Linked DNA regions of Mus musculus: region 2 is linked to region 1. The links are chromatin contacts, called in public HiChIP or PLAC-seq maps. All regions are on one chromosome and are shown on one strand. Each heading gives the region's core, a stretch centred on a gene start, on an enhancer-like site or on the middle of the called end of the contact. The rest is flanking DNA. Distances are from core to core; before and after follow the strand shown. Region 1 overlaps Slc6a20a (solute carrier family 6 (neurotransmitter transporter), member 20A). Region 2 has its middle 12 kb from the start of Ccr9.

What was found. HiChIP or PLAC-seq counts read pairs in DNA pulled down with a chosen protein or histone mark.
Region 2: a contact with region 1 is called in an H3K4me3 HiChIP or PLAC-seq map of the SCID.adh cell line, with 18 read pairs. The contact joins two enhancer-like sites. A contact is called at or near these places in 1 of 39 promoter capture datasets (macrophages), 1 of 15 datasets of contacts at CTCF or cohesin (CD8 T cells), 4 of 484 Hi-C or Micro-C datasets (the G1E-ER4 cell line, bone marrow-derived macrophages and embryonic stem cells), 2 of 115 datasets of contacts at active chromatin or transcription factors (the SCID.adh cell line and large pre-B cells) and 5 of 9 other capture datasets (adipose tissue, embryonic stem cells, liver and 2 more).

What each region holds. Positions count from the first base shown.
Region 1 is chr9:123,653,204-123,661,073 of GRCm38.p6, forward strand. It overlaps Slc6a20a (solute carrier family 6 (neurotransmitter transporter), member 20A), which reads right to left. Exons shown (of 11, transcript NM_139142.2): 4 at 7,192-7,419; 5 at 4,199-4,309; 6 at 3,018-3,259; 7 at 1,800-1,962. Among named protein-coding and RNA genes, the nearest start is that of Slc6a20a, 22 kb to the right of the region's middle. Within about 2 kb of position 4,003, at least 15 of the 459 cell types and tissues checked have an H3K27ac peak or open chromatin away from gene starts, as enhancers often do. A contact at or near this core is called in the G1E-ER4 cell line and the SCID.adh cell line, where this site is marked.
Region 2 is chr9:123,751,636-123,759,505 of GRCm38.p6, forward strand. No RefSeq gene overlaps it. Among named protein-coding and RNA genes, the nearest start is that of Ccr9, 12 kb to the right of the region's middle. Within about 2 kb of position 2,911, at least 59 of the 459 cell types and tissues checked have an H3K27ac peak or open chromatin away from gene starts, as enhancers often do. A contact at or near this core is called in the G1E-ER4 cell line and the SCID.adh cell line, where this site is marked.

The sequences.
Region 1 (7,870 bases), core at 2,753-5,252:
CAAACCAGTGTCTTCAAGGGTTTCCCATATTTCCTCTTAGTCTTTTCAGATTTTGAACTGACTTTTGCACAGTGTGAGAGATACGGATCTAGCACTAGTTTTTGAGAAGACCATCCTTTCTCCAGTGTATCCTCTTGGCACCTTTGACAGAAATCACATAATCACAAGTATGTGATAGTCTGGGTTTCCTGTTATGTTTTGCTTGTCTTTTTCATGACAATACCAGACAGCTTTGTAGACTGTCTTAAAATCAGTTATTATTATGCCTTCAGTTTTGTTCTTTTTTACTCAGCATTGCTTTGGCTATTCTGTGCTTTCTATAGTTTCATGTAGATTTTAGGAATTTATTTTTTCTGTTTCTATGGAGAATATTATTGGTAAGGGTTGCGTTAAATCTGTAAACTGCTTTGGGTAGTATGGACACTTAAATAATAATGGTTATTATTATTCTTTGGTGTTTTGAATGAGAATGCCCCCCATAGCTTCATATATTTGAATGCTTGGTCCACAGTTGGTAGAACTGTTTTAGGAGTAGGAAGTGTGGTCTTTGTTCAAGGCAGTATGTAACTAGGGGTAGGCTTCGAGGTTTCAAACCCCACGCTTGCTCCCCTCCTGCTCCCTCTTTCTTACTCTCTCTCTCCTTCTCCCTCTCTATCTACCTCTCCCTCTCTCTGACTCCTGCTTGTGGATCAGATGTAAGCTCTCAGCTACTGCTCCAGCACTCCCTGCTTGTCTGTCTGCTACCATGCTTTCTACCATGATGGTCATGGACTCACTCTTGAAACTGTAAGCAAGCCCTCTATTAAATGCTTTCTTTGATAAGTTGCCTTGGTCATAGTGTCTCTTCACAGCAACAGAAAATTAGCTGAGACATCTTCTCTTCCATAAGGATAGAGTATCTTTCCTTCTCCACCATCTTCGGCTTCTTTCATTCATATTTCATAATTTTATTGTCAATATTTCCCATTCCTTAGCTCAAACAACTTAATAGCAAAGAGTCCAGCTTTAAAAAAAAAGCAAATAAATGCCACACATAGATGTCATTACATCTACACATTAAATGACACAAGCTCTGTAGTGTTCATTGAGAAATGTAAATATCTATGCTTGTGTGCTGGAGAGTTTTATGTCAGCTTGACACAAGCTAGAGTCATCTGAGAGAAGAAAATCTCAACTGAGAAAACGCTTCCATGAGATCCAGCTGTAGGACATTTTCTTAATTAGTGATTGCTAGGGTAGGGTCCAGCAATTGTGGGTGGTGCCATCCCTGGGCTGGTGGTCTTAGGTTCAGTTAAAAAAGCAGGCTGAGCAAGCCATGGTGAGCAAGCCATGGTGAGCAAGCCAGTAAGCAGCACCCTCCATGGCCTCTGCATTAGCTTCTGCTTCCAGGTTTCTACCTTGCTTGGATTTCTGCACTGACCTGCTTTGATGATGAACAACAATATGGAAGCATAAACCAAATAAACCTTTCCTCCCCAAGTTGCTTTGGTGTTTCGCTATAGTAATAATAGCTCCAACTAAAACAGTGTGTAACCTTATCCCCTACGCCTCTTCTGAGGTTTTGAAACTTCGAAAGAGATGAAGGAAAGAAGGGAAAAACTCAGAGACTCCAGGAGAGCTTTCCAACAAGAATGATCCCTCCTAAGTAGCAGCTGGGAGAGCAGGAGTCCTGTCCCCCCATCACTGAGTCAGGGAAGACAATCCAGTTTCCTATCTTCATGGACAGCGTAAAGGTTCTTGCAGGTTCTTAGGAACTAACTGTGGAGAGAGGCAGTCCCCACCCTTCCCAGGCCTCTTACCGTGTCCAGCTCTGATTCCAAGCTGCAGTTTCTAATGTGTGGGAACACTTCACTGTACTTGTTTGGGTAAGTAGATGCCAGGTAGTTCTTCACCTCCTCCAGGTTGCTGACTGTCAGAAAGCCATCTTCAAGGTCAAAAGAATTGGTCAGCAGCAGAATCACCCTGCAGAGCAGACCACCATCTTGATCTTCATGACTAAGAGGCCACTGGCTCTAAAAACTGGGAGGAATGTGATGGCAGGGCTGCCCTACAGGCAACCTCTTCCCTGTTCTGTACTTCTCAGTGAGGAGGGAACCTCCAGACTGGTGACACTTTGACAGGAAGAGCAACTCTGAATGCCTGTGCAGAAGTATAAGATCTGAGCAGAGATGAGGACAGAAACTACCTCCTTACAGGCTGTTTAAAATTTGGATAAGAGGCATCTGATGGAATTGGGTGGGATGGTGGAGGTGTTCTGTGCTCCATGACCAGATTAGTACCCATTGGTAGTGACAGCACTTGCATGTGGCTTACACCATTGAGGAACTGCATAGAAATCAAGTTAGAATGACTTATGTATTTACTTATTTTCAGACAGGGTCTAACCATGCAGCCTTTGCTGACCTGGCACTTGTTATGTTGGCCAGGCTTGTTTCACACTCAAAGATGCGCCTTAAAGGCATGCACTACTACACATGTATTAGAATTCTAAAACCTAATTTTATATCATTGTGCAAATTAAATTATTTTTATGTTATACCGAGTTCCACTAATCTCACTCTTCTGTAGAAATAGCTACTTATGGTCAGTGACTAATGTACTGGACATCTTAACATCTGAAAGACAGTCCTCTGAGGGAAGCCACAGATAGTAAACTGTGTAGAGTTGGCTAGAGAGGTCTTGGTTACACTTGAGATGGGGAATGGGACCAAAGGCACTGGCATTATTTGCTGAACACATTTTTCTGCTCAATGCAAGGGCCACCTTAAACTGCCTATTCCCTGCAAGGCAGGTAACTTTATGGCCCCCCAGTTTCTGCTGCTGGTAGAAGGCAGCCATTGGCAATTGAGAAAGGATAACTGAACCTCACATTGTAGCTCCCAACAGTGGTTGGTGTTTTTTGTCTACCCCTTGACTTCTGGGAACCTAGCCCTTCCCAGTCACCCTTTCAGCTCAGAGCTCTGGAGCCTTGCCTTCCCACTTGAGACCCAAGGCTCTGAGGGACAGCTTAGACTCACTTGTTTAAGCAGTTTTCATAGTTGAAGGTGGCCTTGAAGCCATAGATGGAGAAGGTGACAATGCTGGCAAATATGGAGGTGGAGCTGTTGATGATGGACACAATAATGGCATGCTTCTGGCAGTTGTTGGAGGGTTCATTGTAGCTGGCAAAAGCGATCAGGCTGCCAAAACCCAAGCCCAGTGAGAAGAAGATCTGCGTGGCTGCATTGATCCAGGCCTTGGGGTTGGCTAGCTGTTCCATCTAGAAGGCCAGTAGGGATAGGGCTGAGGAATCCTGGGCTCTATTCCCAGACTCTCCCTCACAGAAGAGGGAGGCTCAGAGATGGAGAAGATATTATTTCTAACACACAGGCAGTCAGGATGGCCTGAGGCTAGAGTCCAGTCTTCCCAGACAATCTCCAGTGTATTTCTCTGGCAGGTAAACTACTCAACAATCTTCCTGTTATACCCACTATGACATCCTGCCCATGGAGAGTGAGATTAAATACTGTTCGGTCTAATGCCAAACACATGGAATCTCTGATTCACCAGTCAGGCACTACACTTGTCCATGCACAGAAATTTAGGTGTTGTGACCTGGATGTGGAGTCCAGTCTGAGGTGACTCCAGCACTAACACTTAAGGCATGTGGAACAAGGGTGTGCATTTTGAAAGCTGCTACCTGCTTCCTGCCATCACATTTGTTAAGCAAAGAATGAGCCTTACTTCACATGCAATAGCATTCCAACTCAAGAATTCTGGCTAGGCTGATTGGAAAGAAAGAGTTAAAGTGGGATCATGGCAACCTAGAAGGAAAGGGTCTAAGGAAATATGGGAACAGGTAAGGGAAATAACTGGAGTGATTCCCACAGTCCCTAGCTCAGTGGAGAGTATGGATAGGGCTGTGGGTGAGACCTGGAACAGGGAGACCAGAATGAAGGCATAGGCACTAGTCATGAGGGGTAATGAGTGCAGCAGGAGGAGATGGACAGAGGATTTAATTTCCGGAACGCATAGCTGAGGAGGAAGTCTGGGCCCCCAGGATAGCCATAGATTTTGGCCCAGCCTTGGGCTCACACCAGCCCTGCTGATTACATATCTTATCCCCTTCTCTTTCCTCCCAGGTGTTCCCAGAAAGGAACAGTCCCCAGAAAGGAAGAGTCCCCAGAAAGGAAGAGTCCCCTTCCCTTGAAGCTCCTACCTTAGGTGTGAACATGTACATCAGGCCATTGGTGGCTCCATGGAGTGTAAGGCCACGGACCAAGTAGATAATAAGAACACAGTAAGGCATCGATGCGGTGAAGTAGACCACCTGTGGGCATCCAGAGATAGGGTGAAACTGCTGGAACAATAGGAATGGCAGGGCAGACAACCATCCCCACAAACACCTTATTTCTTTGGTGGTTAAGCTGCACCCACAGCTGCTGAGAGCTGCAGGTGCCAGGATCCTGATTAGGATAAGGGTCTAAGTGTGGTTAGGAGAAAGGAAGTGAGGTGACCACATCTGTTGCCACCATGATATTTCTTCTTCAGTGGACTAGAGGCAACAAACAGGTACTCAGGCTTATTCTTTCCACATTCCTTCCACTGCTCTGTCTCTTAAAAAAGGGGTTGAAAGAGCCTGCACAACATGTATGAGTCTCTCTTTTCAGTATTTGAGCCAAATTTGGCTCTAGAATTTCTGGGATCCTAAGAAAAACAGGAAAACTAGCCACTTACAAGATCTATGTTGTCCCTAAGAGGGAAATTATTTCAGTAGCTTGGTGCAAAGCCAGCTTTCCAGGATAGGATCTGAGAGAGACCTGGTCAGGCATGCCCATAGGTGGGAGCAGAGATTGGAACAAAGTGCCCACAAAAACTGTAATAAATAGTACTGATGGGATGTGGCAGCATCTCTCATAAGATGTCTCATTATTTGGTTAAGCCAATCTTCTCTCCTTACTAACATGCATCATAATGTAAGAATGTGTGCTTGGTTGCTTTGCCAGGGTCATCTCAGACTTGGGGTCACCTGACTTTTGAAAAGCCTCAAAGAAAGAACTTTCAGGTACATGTCTACCTGCCCTGAGTGGGAAATTTTGTTCTTTTAGGTTGAATTCACCAAAACAGTTGGTGACCTATGTCTTGATGTTCTTGAATTATGCTCGGTCTTCCATTTCCTCCTTGGCACGACACCATATTTCAAGAATTTCTAAGACTGTCAGAGGAATACCAGGGAGAATGTAGGGTATGTTTACCATGGCTTCTTACACATTTAGGGGACTAATAAACATACTAAAGTACTTAATACATCAAGCCAGATAGAGATGCAAATGGAAAGGGTCCTCTGGCCTTAGGTGAAACAAATCAAAGGTGTGGGGGAGGGCTGGCCCAAGTCCCCAACACTGGGACTTAGAGGACACTCAGGGAAAGCTCTGAAATTTTCCTCTTCCACCCAGTGGATCATGTTTCTTAGAGAGTTTCTGGAGTCTTCACCAAAATGGCTCCCTTCTTTCCCTGGTGGGAAGGATGGCTGGATATGCAATCCAGCCTAACCTATCAGAAATAACTTCTGACCAATAACTAAAAATTCAGAGGAGAATAAAAGATTTTAACAGAGAAGGAAAAGGCAGCCGCTTTAATAAGCCCGGTGCCCTCCCTATACATGGAGCTGCAGGGCAGTTCTGTTAGGGAGAGGGTCATAGCATCAGCAGAGAAAATACATGATGAAGACTGATATCATGTGCAAGGACTGCTGAATTTCACAACTATAAGAGGCCTGGAGAGGAAAGTTCTGCTTTAATCTTTGAGGATATAGACACTACCCTTAGATCCTTTGGATCATCCTTGGTCTAGGTTGGGACAGAGCTATTGCTGCAAAGGCTGAGCTCAGTTGGGAAAGAGCACCTGGACTCCTTGATTCTTCAGTTCAGCTGTGGGGCAAGTGCTTTAAGAAGCTGGCCACCAGGGGACTTGGTAACCAGTGTACAATGCCATATCAGGCACAACACTGGGGTTGCCACACAATATCTGAGTGGCATAGGCTGTTCTAAGCTTGATGACTCATGAAAAACATGTCAGTACTAGAGAAGGCAGCTTGGGTGATCAGGAGAGTGAGAACTAAGGGCTTGTAGGTTTCTCAGATATGAAAATTGGAAGTGACTAAGTCAGGAAAGACATTAAGAGAACATTCATGGGGTGTCACCAATATGATGGTAAGTCCTTGGAGTACATCTGGGCTTTGTCCTGACTCTGCTATCCCTGGCTGTGATCTTGGGAAAGCACTTGACCTATCTAAGTCTTTTGGGGGTGTCATCATGTATCTACTCTGAAGAGCTATTGCAGAATAAGACAATGTAGGCACATGTTCAACTATGGGCTTGCTTTGCTGGTAGCTGAGTGCAGAGCATTCACTCCAGCCTGAGACAGATGCAGGTGATGGAAACACAGCAGACATGTTAGCCTTAGGAGGAATGGAAACCTGGACATCCAACAGGGAGAAAGGGCTTAGGTAGGCAAAAGACCTAAGCCAGGCATTGTGGTAAATCCCTGGTCTGCCCAACACTCAGATGGCTGAGGCAGGGGGATCACTTTAAGTTTGAGGCCATTTGGGCTATATAGTAAATTTCAGGCCTGCCTGGCCTTCATAAGGAGACACTTTTCAAATAAAAGCCAAAACAAAAATGAAAACCTCAAACCACACTACAACCAAGCCAAAAGAATAATCCAACAGTTCCGGACGTCACTGAGTCACCAAAAGCACTGAGATGGAGCCTCTAATCCAACCACACACTAAACTCACTGAAATCTGCCCATGCGGAAGTCTCTCCCTATAACAATAGCTTTGGCATTTGGGCGGGGGGGGGACTGAATTGTCAGATGTTTAAAGCTCTCCTTTAATGTGAAATGCCCTGGCATAGCTGAGTTTCAAAGCTGGCTGCGGTCTCTCACTTCAGATTCAGCGTTACAACTTCGACCGCTTCTGTCAGCTAGTAGAGGATCATGCCAGTAACCCCATCCGTGCCAGCTAGTAGAGGAACATGCCAGTAACCCCATCCGTGCCAGCTAGTAGAGGATCATGCCAGTAACCCCATCCGTGCCGTCTGATCCAGTAAGCCTTCTGAAGTACAAGAGACAGCCCCTGGCACTTGACCAGTGTTAAGATGCTACTCATCCACCCACTCCGATCCAGCACCATCACAATGCCTGACCCACCTTGCCAGTAGATTCGGTGCCTCTCAGGATGCACAGATAGACCATCAGCCAGGCCAGGGTGAGGCACAGCGCTGGCTCCCACTGCACTCCTCCATTCTCCTGGATGGACGGTGAGATGTTGAGTGTTTTCCTGTACCAGAAGTACTGTGTCGACGAAGCCTTCTCACACTCCTCATCGTAGCCTGTGTGGTTGCTGTTCAGTGGGCAGACAGACCACGGCAGGGGATCCTTTGGAATGAAGTGAGAATCAATAGACAGTTAAGGGGAAAGTCAAGGTCTGGGTAGGATGCTAGGAAGTGGCTTTGATAGCAGGCTTTATACCTTGTCCTGTATATATGGGCTAGTCTGGTTTGCTTTGAGCAACAGAATACAGTGGAGCAAGGGCTTCCTGGCCTAGACCTTAAGGGTCCTTATGGTTGTAGGCTGGAGAGATGACTCACTAGTTCTTTCAGAGAACCCAGGTTAGAGTCTCAGCACCTACATGATAGCTCACAACCATCTGTACCTTTAGTCCCAGGTGTTTTAACACCCTCTCCTGGCCTCTGCAGACACCAGGCATGCATGTGGTACACAAAGTACCCATACACATAAAATGAATAAAGATACATTTTTGAAAGAATAATAAAAAAAAAATCCTTGGATGAGACTCGTGGGATGGTGAGTTCATTTGGATGGAGAG
Region 2 (7,870 bases), core at 1,661-4,160, 97 kb after region 1:
TTGGCTAGGAATTTCATAATTCATTCTTTTTAATAGCTGAGTAGTACTCCATTGTGTAGATGTACCACATTTTCTGTATCCATTCCTCTGTTGAGGAGCATCTGGGTTCTTTCCAGCTTCTGGCTATTATAAATAAGGCTGCTATGAACATAGTGGAGCATGTGTCCTTCTTACCAGTTGGGGCATCTTCTGGATATATGCCCAGGAGAGGTATTGCTGGATCCTCCGGTAGTACTATGTCCAATTTTCTGAGGAACCACCAGACTGATTTCCAGAGTGGTTGTACAAGCCTGCAATCCCACCAACAATGGAGGAGTGTTCCTCTTTCTCCACATCCTCGCCAGCATCTGCTGTCACCTGAATTTTTCATCTTAGACATTCTGACTGGTGTGAGGTGGAATCTCAGGGTTGTTTTGATTTGCATTTCCCTGATGATTAAGGATGTTGAACATTTTTTCAGGTGCTTCTCTGCCATTCGGTATTCCTCAGGTGAGAATTCTTTGTTCAGTTCTGAGCCCCATTTTTTAATGGGGTTATTTGATTTTCTGAAGTCCACCTTCTTGAGTTCTTTATATATGTTGGATATTAGTCCCCTATCTGATTTAGGATAGGTAAAGATCCTTTCCCAATCTGTTGGTGGTCTCTTTGTCTTATTGACGGTGTCTTTTGCCTTGCAGAAACTTTGGAGTTTCATCAGGTCCCATTTGTCAATTCTCGATCTTACAGCACAAGCCATTGCTGTTCTGTTCAGGAATTTTCCCCCTGTGCCCCTATCTTCAAGGCTTTTCCCCACTTTCTCCTCTATAAGTTTCAGTGTCTCTGGTTTTATGTGAAGTTCTTTGATCCACTTAGATTTAACCTTAGTACAAGGAGATAAGTATGGATCGATTTGCATTCTTCTACATGATAACAACCAGTTGTGCCAGCACCAATTGTTGAAAATGCTGTCTTTCTTCCACTGGATGGTTTTAGCTCCCTTGTCGAAGATCAAGTGACCATAGGTGTGTGGGTTCATTTCTGGGTCTTCAATTCTATTCCATTGGTCTACTTGTCTGTCTCTATACCAGTACCATGCAGTTTTTACCACAATTGCTCTGTAGTAAAGCTTTAGGTCAGGCATGGTGATTCCACCAGAGGTTCTTTTATCCTTGAGAAGAGTTTTTGCTATCCTAGGTTTTTTGTTATTCCAGATGAATTTGCAAATTGCTCCTTCTAATTCGTTGAAGAATTGAGTTGGAATTTTGATGGGGATTGCATTGAATCTGTAGATTGCTTTTGGCAAGATAGCCATTTTTACAATGTTGATCCTGCCAATCCATGAGCATGGGAGATCTTTCCATCTTCTGAGATCTTCTTTAATTTCTTTCTTCAGAGATTTGAAGTTTTTATCATACAGATCTTTCACTTCCTTATTTAGAGTCACTCCGAGATATTTTATATTATTTGTGACTATTGAGAAGGGTGTTGTTTCCCTAATTTCTTTCTCAGCCTGTTTATCCTTTGTGTACAGAAAGGCCATTGACTTGTTTGAGTTAATTTTATATCCAGCTACTTCACCGAAGCTGTTTATCAGGTTTAGGAGTTCTCTGGTGGAATTTTTAGGGTCACTTATATATACTATCATATCATCTGCAAAAAGTGATATTTTGACTTCCTCCTTTCCAATTTGTATCCCCTTGATCTCCTTTTGTTGTCGAATTGCTCTGGCTAATACTTCAAGTACTATGTTGAAAAGGTAGGGAGAAAGTGGGCAGCCTTGTCTAGTGCCTGATTTTAGTGGGATTGCTTCCAGCTTCTCTCCATTTACTTTGATGTTGGCTCCTGGTTTGCTGTAGATTGCTTTTATCATGTTTAGGTCTGTGGTGTGGTGTGAGGGTACACAGGCCTTCACCTACTTTCACAGCCGATTTGTCCTGGGAAGCTTTCTCTCAATTATGTGACATACACACTGTCATGTATCTGTCTTGTTGGGATTTCTTGACCACTTTTGAGAATAAGATATGGAAGAATCTATGTCTGCCATGCTAAGTCTGACATGCCTCTTTGGTCACTGTTTTTCTACTTTTGTGTTCAGTCAATGTCTCAGTGAATAATTGGTTGTATGCTATGCTGGGCTGCCAAGTTCTTTTCTCCCCTGCCTAGGGTAGGATGCAGCCCCTCTTGACATTTAGTACAAATGCAACTGGTGTTGAGTCTGCAATTGCCAATATCTTTGATAAACATTCTTTTTGGGGATGGTGCCTGAAAGCAATGTGGGTAAAGTCTGGGGATAGTTTGGAAGAGAATGTAAGTTCTTTTTGTTGTTGTTGTTTTGTTTTGTTTTTTGGGACAGGGTTTCTCTGTGTAGCCTTGGCTGTCCTGGAAGTTACTTTGTAGACCAGGCTGGCCTTGGGCTCAGAAATCCGCCTGCCTCTGCCTCCCGAGGGCTGGGATAGAAGGCGTGCACCACCACGCCCGGCTGAGAATGTAAATTCTATCACTTGGGAGTCACAAAGTCTCCATCTTATTGAGAAAAAAAAGGTTAGGCCAGAGAAAAGAGATCACTCTGAGGTCTGGGAGAGCTTGGGGTGGCATTTATGTTATCAAATAACCAGTGGCTAAAGCCATTTCCTCCAGGGTTGTCATTTGTTTCTTCCAAGCTCGTTGAGAGTCTGGCTATGCCAACAATTCTCCCACACTCCCAGACATAGCTTTGTGCTTTCCTCCAAATCTCCCTATCTTTGCATTAAGCAGCAGTGAGGTGCATGATTTAGGATGCTGTAACAAACATATCTCTTGAGATGGCTTCAGTGGACCAGCCCCACTGATCACTAGCACCTGTTCTGAAGCTCAGCCTGGCAGCAGTGACAAGATGGCATGTGACTAGGATACTCACAAGGCCAGGCGGAAACTGTGTGGTTTGGGGTCAGGAAGCCAAGTGCCTGTTGTCAGGTGTAACCCACAGTCCAGGCCCCACCATCAAGTCAGGTGTCTCTGGGTTTCATCGGCTCTAAAATTATGAGTTGACAGTCGGCTGGCACGGAAGTTTGGAAACTAAGCTATCAGCAGATCATCCAGGCTTGAATGTGGTTTAGACATCCTGAAAGGTAGCAGGTGGAAATCACATCACGAGGATGAGTTACAGTCTCTGAGTCATGTGTGTGTGTGGGGGGGTGGGGTGGGGTGGGTGGGGGAGGGTTGGGTGCAAAGAACTGATCTTTGTTCTTAATAATCTGATAAATAAAGACAGATTAACAAACAAGATGGTTTTTATAACAACTTCCTAAGAACAAAGTCTACTTAATATTTAAAACAAATTCAAGATTTTGTGTTGTTGCCCAGCAGATAGAGAACTTATTAGACTCTTTAAATGCTTATTGTGTTGAACATCCCATACTGCACACACAGTTTTGCAGTTTGTTTCTCAGAACTCTTTCATAGTAAAATATCGGCGACTGCAAAGCCAAACTCTTGCTTAACTGCCTTTCACCACCACCGTGACTTTTCCTGGAGGTAAGCATTGTAGACATTTGGCTTGAAGCCTTTTCAAAGCCTTTCGTGTACCATTATAAACAAACATATTATGGTAGTTTGTATTAGTGTGAACTTGGCAAGCTCTAGAATCACCTGGGAGATGGTCCTCTGAATCATCTGTGTTGGAGATGTTAACTGATGTAGGAAGACCAATCTGAGTAGTGGGTAGCACCATTTCCTGAGCAGGGAATCCTGGATTGTATAGATGTGGAAATTGTCCTGATCATTAGCATACCATGCATTCATTCATTGCTGTCTTCTATGCATAATGAATTTGATGTGACCAGATGTTTCAAGTTCCTGCCACCATTTTTTACCATGATGGACTTCACCTTGAACTGTGAGCCAGAAAAAAAATACTTTCTTTTTAAAGTGGCTCTTGTCAGGGTACAGCAGTAGGAAAAGAAACTCCAACACATATATTCCCAGACAGGTTGACTTTGCAATTAACAATGCTAGCCCATTAAGCATATGGTATGCAAGTTGTTTTGATTATTCAGAGCCATAGGGATCTTCCAATATTTGTATAAGTTGACCTTCATCATCTTGTTTACTGCTGCATGGCATTTCCACAGGATGAATGCACTATGCTGTATGTAACCCTCTCCTGGTGATATTCCATCATCAGTAACATGTGCAAGGTTTCTGTCATCCATGTGAAGCTAGTAAAATTCTGTGAGCCAATGGTTAACAACTTTACATCTTAACAGATGTTGTCATAGTCCTTCCCAATGTGGCAGGACCAATTTTCACATTCTCAGGAATAGGTGAGAGTACTTGATTCCTCACCCCCAATATTTGCTACTAAGCTCAAAACAAGTGCGTATTACAAAGATGAAATATTAACCTTGTTGAACATGCATGTCTACTTTCATGATTACTACTTGTATTGTGTGTGTGATGAGTGTCTGCATGTTCACATATGTGGGTGCAGGTGTGCACCCACATGTGTGAGTGTGGATGTGGAAGCTTGAAATTGACATGAATGTTTTGGCTACTCTTCACCTTATATATTGAGGCAGGATCCCTTATTTGAACCCAGAACTTATTGATTCAGCTAACCAGCTTACCGGATTACCCTTGGGATCTCCTGTCTCCGATTCCTGAGTCCTGAGATTATAGAAGAGACAACACACCTCTGCCATTCACATGGTGCTGGGGATTTTATCTCAGGTCCTCACACTTACATATAAAGAGGGTTACTCACTAAGCCATCTGCCCAGCCCAATTATTAACCTTCAGATATTTTTCTTTTCCTGCTCAGAAACTGTTCATACTTTTGCACATTTTAAAATTTGGATATTCTTCTATTTTTTTTCTTGGTGGGAACTGAGTTTCTTTTTTAATAGAAATTGTGAAAAGCAGGCAGAAACCTACAGAACTAGAAAGTCACAAAAACATTGTTCATGTAGAAGGAGAAAAGAAAATCTGTGGCGCGTGTTTGTGCATGTTTTGTTTCCATAGCGTGACTTTAACACCCACACATCTTTAGCAAGTGGAATGAAGCCCCCAAGACTGCAAAGGCAAAGATGAAAGAAAAGCCAGTAAGTCTACCACATGCTTGATTACCATTGGGGCAGGTTCCTACCTCTGAACTCCACCTTCATGTCCTGCAAAAAGCTTTATTCTATTCTGAGGGGGGCTCTCCTATAGGAATATGGAGTTTGGAATTTAGGCTAGTGTTTGTCTGTTGCCTGTTTAAGGAAATGACGTAAGCTCTTGGCCCCTGCCTGAAGTTATCTGAGGGGCTCATCATGCTCTGGTACAGAGCAAAAAAGCAGCCAGGTGGCAGCGGGGGGCCCAGGGCCAGGGTGAACCACACTCAACCACAGCTCAGCTTATCTCAACATCACATCTCTCAGGGAGAAGATGAGGGCTGGGGGTTTGAGAGAATTGTAGCATAGTGCTGAGGGCCAAGGAGAAAGGATAACCATGACAGGGGAGCCATTATTTTAGTGATAATTCTGCTACATGTCGACTTGTCAGCAGGGCTCTGGAGCCAATAGGGATATACGGTAGATAAAAAGATCTACGTGTGACATAACTGCTTTAAAATTCTGGGTTTTTGTTGTTGTTGTTGTTGTTGTTGTTTTGTTTTTAATTTCAGACTGGCCTAAGCAGTCTCTTGCTAGTCTAGGAAATGGATATGACTTAGGTGATGTGCGCACCTGCATGGAAGCAGCTAGCAGGCTGAGCCTATCATTGAGGAGCCCCAGGTGAGATCTGTAACATATCCACTTAGTGATAACGTAGGGGCATCACTTTCCTGCAGGGTCTGTGAGAGCCTGGGTCATCAGTGTCTGCTTGGGAATGACTGAAGCATCACAGTTCTGGCAGTCTCTAGGTGACACTTCTTTGGTTGCTGTTGACCCAGGGAACATGCTTTGAGAACTGTCAAGTGGTAACTTGCCTGAGAAACCTTTAATTCAGGAGCAAAAAGATGGCTGGAGCTCGAGAAGGCAGCTGTGCCTGTGGTCTCAGCTCTCCTGCTGTTGAGAGGAGGAAAACAGACTCAGATTAAATTCTTCAACAGCTACATTTGCAGATGAGATGAGGAGCAGTGTTTGTAGTAAAGCTGGGTGTCCTTGAAACGGCACCCTACCCTAAACTAAGGGCCTGTTCTCTTCTCCCCTACCCTAAGCTAAGTAAGGGCCCATTCAGGAGAAGCAGACACGGTGAAGCAACTGTGGGACACGCTTTATATTTCTTACATCAGAAGGCTTTTGGTCATTTTTAGACATTCTTGAGATAAAATCACAATCTATTTTCTAGATTTATCTTGAACTCCAGGATTCATGAGACTCTTCTAGCACAGCCTCCCAAGAACATGGTACTACAGATAGGAATGTCCAAGCCTGGCTTGATTTTGTTACTCCTTGAGAAAACAAGTGAGGATCTAATTCTTACGTAGCCTTATTTCCTATCTTTACAATGTAGTTTTTGCATTTTTATCAGTACCAATGAATAGTTTATAGTGACACTAAAGTTGTTTACTGCAGAGTCATATAACAGGTAGTTATGAAAATTCATTACTTAAACAGCCCTTGGTTTTTCCTAGCATTTCTAATTGTTTTTCTTTTCTTTCTGCAATATTTTATTCCCTAAAGTACCATTTCTGAGACTAGAAAGATGACTCAACCCTTAAGAATACTGGCTGATCTTCCAGAGCATCAGGGTTCAGTTTCTATCAGCCAATGGCAGCTCACAGGCATGTGTAACTCCAGTTCCAAGGAATCTGATGTTCTTCTGGTCTTCGTAGGCACCAGGCACTCACATGGTGTATAGCTATACATGCAGACAAAACACTTATACACATAAAATAAAATCTTATTTTTAAAGCTTTTTTAAAAATACCATTTCTCCCAGTCCCTGTAATAGACATCCATGAAATCCTCTTTCCTTTATAAGGATTTCTACCTCTGTTCCTGTTACATTTTCCCCTTAAATTTACTCAATCAATCAAAAACAAACAAGCAAACAAAAAAGTTCTTCCTTCTCTTTCTCTCTTTTTAAAGTTTTATTTATTTATTTTGGGCATGCAGGAGCTTTTTGCTGTAAGAACCGGATCTTTTATTATAACTTAATCCTGCCCTTTCATAGCATGGCTTTTCCTTCTCATACTTAATTCTGAGCATAAGTGTCACCTCCGCAGAGAGGCTGTCCCTATTCTCCATCTGAAGCAGTTCTGTCCCACTTCCTGCCCACCACCCACGCACCTTCTGTCATATCATCCAGTGTCGTTATGTCACATCACACACTAAGGTCATTGACTCCAATTAGTGGTCTCCTTATTGTTGGAACATAACTTGAACAATATCTGCCAGACCCTGACTAAGACACTATATTGAAACTCCAATGCAATACCTATCAGTGCCACTGACAAGCATAGACACCTCAAATAACTCACCTCCTGATATCCAGGATAAGGTAGTTTCTAAAGATAAAATGGCCTTCTCTGGACAAACTACTCCAGGAGGGAAAAACTACAGACTTGTATGTAGCCACGGCAGTTACATTCCCCAAACCTTTATAAACCCCAAGAGTCCCCTTCTCCTTTAGCAGATACCCCCAAACCCAGCTGTGTCTGCCTCTCACTGTTTAAAATTAACAGTCCCTTCTGATGAAGTCATACTGGAGTTTCTGCTTCCTGTCTCTTTAAGCTGCCTCAGAAATCATCTAACACTGTTTACCTTATAATTTTCCTCTTGAGAGGTAGTCATTTCTCTCTACCTCAAATCTGGAGTAATCTCATGACTTCCACTGACCCATACCATCTGACAACAGTGATGCTGTGCCAGCTCAGAGCTCAGATATTGATTTTCTTTGTATATTTCTACCCTCTGTATAACCTGCATAT